2 separate regions of the Rattus norvegicus genome follow, and region 2 is linked to region 1. The links are chromatin contacts, called in public HiChIP or PLAC-seq maps. All regions are on one chromosome and are shown on one strand. Each heading gives the region's core, a stretch centred on a gene start, on an enhancer-like site or on the middle of the called end of the contact. The rest is flanking DNA. Distances are from core to core; before and after follow the strand shown. Region 1 overlaps Atg7 (autophagy related 7). Region 2 overlaps Tamm41 (TAM41 mitochondrial translocator assembly and maintenance homolog).

Region 1 (2,638 bases), core at 61-2,560:
TTCTTTTAACAACAATTCAGAGGGAACAGCTAACAATGCATAAAGATGATAGATGATATTTTTGCTTATCAAGTCAATCTCTGAAGCTGGGCATGATGGTGCACACCAATAATCCTAGCACTTAGGATGCAGAGGCAGGAGGATCACCAGTTTAAGGTTAGCCTGGGAACACAGTGAGATCCTGTCTTCATAAAACCTCTGAAAATTAAATTGTTTCTCTCCCTTCTCCCTCCCTCTCTCCTCTCTCCCGCTCTGTGTGTGTGTGTGTGTGTGTGTGTGTGCGTGTGTGTGTGTGTGCGCGCGTGTGTGTGTGTGTGTGTGTGTGTGTGTGTGATCCCTCAGAAAGTTCTAGCTAGAGCTTCGTAGAGACCTGTGTTTTTTGTTTTGTTTTTTTGTTTTGTTTTGTTTTTTTACTTTTTTTTCCCGTTGGGTGGGAGGGAGGGAGGGAGGGAGGGAGAGAGAGAGAGAGAGAGAGAGAGAGAGAGAGAGAGAGAGAGAGATGATTGACAACCTTCTGTAAGCTGCAAGGTCCTCTAGGCATCCAAGCCTAGGTCCATCCAGAGCTGTGCTCTCTGGAGCATATTCGTGAAATTGCTACAATATTCCTTATTTGTATCTTCCATAGCTGGCAGTAAAATTTAGCTGTAATTATATTCAGGGGGCATCTCTGGGTCTGTTTTAGAATCTGAAGTCTGTGGTTTATTCCTGATGTGGAAATGGACTGGTCCTGCAGGAACAAGAGGAAGGGCTCCACCAGCGACTACTGTCATTGTACTGAAGAGTGCTACGGACATCACCAGGCTAGGCATCGGGATTACGTGGGTTAGTGGTGCTCGACAGTAGCCATGGATTTGTGATTTTGTTAATTCACATAAATTCACTTATGAAGACATAAGTGGGGATCCCAGAAAGAGAGGTGAAAAAATTCTTCCATATATTTTAGAATGCAGAGCTGCTGGAAGCCAGCTCTGTGTCCGAGTCACAGGCACAGTAGACTCACTTGGCAGTTGCATAAAGCAGTCACTCATGCCCATGTGCACAGCCAAGGTCGTTATGGCCTTGATGCCTGGTTAGAGACAAATGAAGCTCCTTGGGGAGTCTTCTGGAAGGCTGTGTGGTGTAATGGAAAAAGCAGAGAGAGAGGTACAAGGCCTGCCTGTACGGTGCTTGTGAGTACTGGCCTGTTCGAGGCCTTGCCAGTGCCCTTTTGTGGCGTGGGGATGGTGATTCGCCTCTCAGAGGGCTGTGCTAAGGACGAGTGTGTGAAGCTTCATCTGTAGGGATTAACAGTGTCTCCTGGCATCACCATCAGCATCATGGCTTAGACCACACTCCTTTGAATTCAGAGACTCAGGATTCTGCTGTCGTCCCACAGGGAGGGCTTTCGAACAAAGGAGCTCTGTTCTGCACTCTTTAGTTTCTCAGGAAACTGGAGAGGAGCTGGGGAATTCTTAGGAGCAGGCAGAAAATGGGCAGCTCCAGGTTAAATTCACTTCTCGGATTTGGATGTGCTTGAGCGTCCCACCCAATCAACCCTCAAAACAGACAGGCGCCAAATGCTCTCCGTTCTGGTTTCGGTTTAGTTCTTGCTGGGGGTCAAGCCCAGGCTTTCACATGTGCTTTGCCTGGGTTCCACCTGTGAGCTGCAGCCCTGCCAGACAACTCTTCACTTCTTTGTTTTGTATGTGGATCTCATCACTCTTGGAAATCATTCACCCATTCAAATATCAGCAATTCTCAAGACAGCAACGATTTTATTTTCCCACCTTACATGCCTCATATAGTGACTAATGCATTGATATTTTTCCTTCCATTTTGACTTCTTTTATTCCAAAATAATAGAGAGTTTTAAAAGATTTCCTCTCCTAATGTCACAGCTAAGTTTCCATTCAGTAGCTGACTAAGAGACTGGGTAGAGACAATCTGTTTGGAAACACCAGGATTCTACAGTGCAGCTGGTTTTCTGAAGATGCTTGCTCAGTCTTTGATGGCACCGTGAGTCCTGTGATGTCCCAAGACCAGGCCTCTAGAGGTCTGACTTGCTAATTCAGTCAGCGGGGAGCATGACTTTCCACCCTGCTCACCCTTTGTGGTATGGCTGGATAGAGCTCAGAATGGCCTCAGGTTTCCATGTCTCTAGGAAGACACTTAGCAAATTATTTTTAAACCATTTGGAGTTGGTGCAAAACACCAGAGGATTCTGCAGACTGAGTGAGTTCAGAGGAAAGTGGAGGCTAGTGGAGCCACCTGCACTTCCTGAGAGGGCGACTCCTTCTCAGCTTGCTGTCCTACTTCCCAGCATTTGCTGCTCTCCCGCTCCCTGCAGGATCTCCCTCTCCCTCTCCCTCTCCCTCTCCCTCTCCCTCTCCCTCTCCCTCTCCCTCTCCCTCTCCCTCTCCCTCTCCCTCTCCCTCTCCCTCTCCCTCTCCCTCTCCATGTGTGAGTGTGTAGATGTATATTTGCACAAGCTCTGTGTGCATGCACTTGTGGAGGCCAGGGGCCAACATTTAGTGTTGTCTTGTATTATTCTCCACCTATTTTTGTTTTGTTTTGTTTTGTTTTGTTTTGTTTTATTTTGGAGACCCAGACCACTACTTCTAGGTTCGTTGTAGATGCTGGGGTTTGAACTCAGTCCGTC
Region 2 (2,638 bases), core at 63-2,562, 220 kb after region 1:
TGGCTTCAAACTCAGAGATCCTCTGCCTCCTGTGGACTAGCTTAAAGGCAGGTGGCACCATACTTGACTCTTTAATATTGAGAATATGGTCTTGGAGCCTGGGCTAGCCTTGAACTTGTGGTGGTATGCCCCCGCTGTCCCTTAAGTGCTGAGGTTACAGGAATGTGCTACCTCTTATAAATAGTGGGACTATTTATAACGTACCCTCATACACCGCAGGTGAGGCAAAGCCATTTGATTTAACAGACCTCTTCCGCCCCCACGGTGAGAACATAATAGTCCATAATTAGGCCATTCAATGAGTTTAGTATTATTGCATTCATGGAGTAAAAGGAAACAACAGTGTAGGACAGCCCAAGGCTGAGTGATGAAGATCAGCAAAACTGAGGGTGAAGCCTATGCTAGGAAACCAAGTCCCATTGCGTCTGGACTTTTCCTCATGGGTTCAGTCAGGGAAGCACTTCTCATCTTGATAGGACTAAGGATGGATCAAACGCAAGTCTTCCCCATCCAGGCACCTTGTCCCTTAGTTATACCCTCCAAGCCTCCATTTTAAGGTTCTAAAATAACTCCTATCACCATTCCCTAGCTCTGTGTGTGTGTGTGTGTGTGTGTGTGTGTGTGTGTGTGTGTGTGTGTGTGTGTACACATGCCACAGTGCATATGTGGAGATCAGAGGACAACTTGAGGAAGTATGTTCTCTCCCTTTCACTACGTAGGTTCCAGGAATCAAACGTGTTCATTATTCACTGAGCCATCTCACCAGCCTTTTCCCCTAGCTCTCTCAGACCTTGTATTCCACACGAAATCCCGGATCCTAGAAGAGAACATGAGCCAACAGCCCAGGTCCAGTGAGCTCCTGACTTGTCCCACGATGCCTCTCAACATCCATATTTCCATTCTCGCAGTCAGTGCTCTTAACCTCTGAGCCATCTCTCCAGCCCCTCTCCCAGATCCTTCTTAATAGTGTCGCACCTCCTTTGTGTACATTTCTGTGGCTTTTACAGAGGAGCTATTTTGGGATGTGAATAGCTCAAACCTGCAAAGAGGCGAGGAACCCTGGGCGTCCTTTCTTGGTTAACAAAATACCACTTGTTCTCCGAGAAGGCCGCTCTGCTTGCGCTGTCGGAGAGCAGCCTGCTTGCTATTTGAGGTTAGGCGAGTGAGAATAAAAGCATCCTTACTCAAGGGGAAAATGTGCGGATCTGGTTCTCCGGCGAAAGGTGAACCAGGACCTCATCTCCGTAGCATTGCTATTTGTTGCTCAGAGTGAAAAGCAGTGAGTGGTTGGGGCCCCGCCAGAGAGGCCTGGGAAAAGGAGAGAGTCCTCACGCTCGTGAATAGCTATTTGTACCTACTGGGAACGCCGATCTGGGCTGCACACACAGCATTGGCAATCCAACTGCACAGAGGAAGGGCGATGCTTGAAGGGTCTTTCAAAGGGGAGATTTGTGAGTACCGTTCAAGCCAGGAAAAGGAGTTACATGAGGGACTCCAGTGTAACATAGTGACAGCAGAGACTGCCTGAAGTGCAGAGTGAACTTTTAGTCTCAAGGAACCCAGACCTGCATGGTCCTGTGACACTCAGCTCCCACCTGAACATTCCCATCTCAACACCAAGGCAGGGACTGCTCTAAGCTGTCGCTGCTGGGAGCCACAAGGGCTGGAGCCTGGTCTACCTGCTGGACTGCGGGCTTTTAGGACAACTGATGTGGGGATCTTCATTTTTATTCCTTCAGCATACAGAGAGGAAACTTGGCTGCCTTCTGAGTCATTAAATGAGCTGCTCAATCTTTGCATTTCAAAGGCGAAGTGCCCAAAAGCTGGCTCACAGTCGTGCAGAGCCAAAACTTGTAACCAGTCTCCCAATTCCTAGTTCATTGGGACTTTTCTGTCCTCCGAATATTAATAAAGTTACAGCATGGCAAAATCACCTAAGGGTGAACATACTTGAAAAAAAAAAAAACAGTTTTATGCTTTACACAGATGAATCATATAGCACGTCGATTTTTTCTAAATAAAAATGTCATTTTAGTTACTTTATATTTTTTAGGAGAATGCTCATTGTTTAACCCTCCCTGGCTGGCTTAAATGCTAGGTAGACTAGGCTAGCCCAGAATTCAGAGTTCTACCTGAATCCTGAGAGCTGGGATTAAAAGCTTGTACTTCCATGCCTAGCTCCATTAAATACTTCAAATTCCATGATTCTGGAAAAATATCTGTTGTAGGGTTTGTGATTTAGCTCAATGTTAGCTTTCTGGGTTCCATGCCCTGTACTATGCATGGGTGTACACACACACACACACACACACACACACACACACACACACACACACACACAGAGAGAGAGAGAGAGAGAGAGAGAGAGAGAGAGAGAAAGAGAGAGACAGAGACTGAGACTTAGAAACTTAAAGCTGTCCAGGAAATAAAAATAGGTATCTTTTTCAACCATGACAGGAAAATATAATATAAAATTTTTTATTTATTTATTTTTTTGTTTTTTTATGAAACAGGGTCTTACTATGTAGACTTGGCTGTCCTAGAACTCAGAGATCCACCTGCCCCCACCTCCTGAGAAGTGGGTTAAGGGCATGCACCACCATGCCAAGCAAAAGTGTAATAGAAGTTTAATTTATAG

The links. HiChIP or PLAC-seq counts read pairs in DNA pulled down with a chosen protein or histone mark.
Region 2: a contact with region 1 is called in an H3K27ac HiChIP or PLAC-seq map of oligodendrocytes, with 2.7 times the contacts expected there. The contact joins two enhancer-like sites. A contact is called at or near these places in 1 of 12 Hi-C or Micro-C datasets (mammary epithelial cells) and 1 of 1 datasets of contacts at active chromatin or transcription factors (oligodendrocytes).

Annotation. Positions count from the first base shown.
Region 1 is chr4:149,541,346-149,543,983 of GRCr8, forward strand. The region is part of intron 17 of Atg7 (autophagy related 7); the gene reads left to right. Among named protein-coding and RNA genes, the nearest start is that of Vgll4, 120 kb to the right of the region's middle. Within about 2 kb of position 1,311, at least 44 of the 93 cell types and tissues checked have an H3K27ac peak or open chromatin away from gene starts, as enhancers often do.
Region 2 is chr4:149,764,414-149,767,051 of GRCr8, forward strand. The region is part of intron 3 of Tamm41 (TAM41 mitochondrial translocator assembly and maintenance homolog); the gene reads right to left. Among named protein-coding and RNA genes, the nearest start is that of Tamm41, 11 kb to the right of the region's middle. Within about 2 kb of position 1,313, at least 28 of the 93 cell types and tissues checked have an H3K27ac peak or open chromatin away from gene starts, as enhancers often do.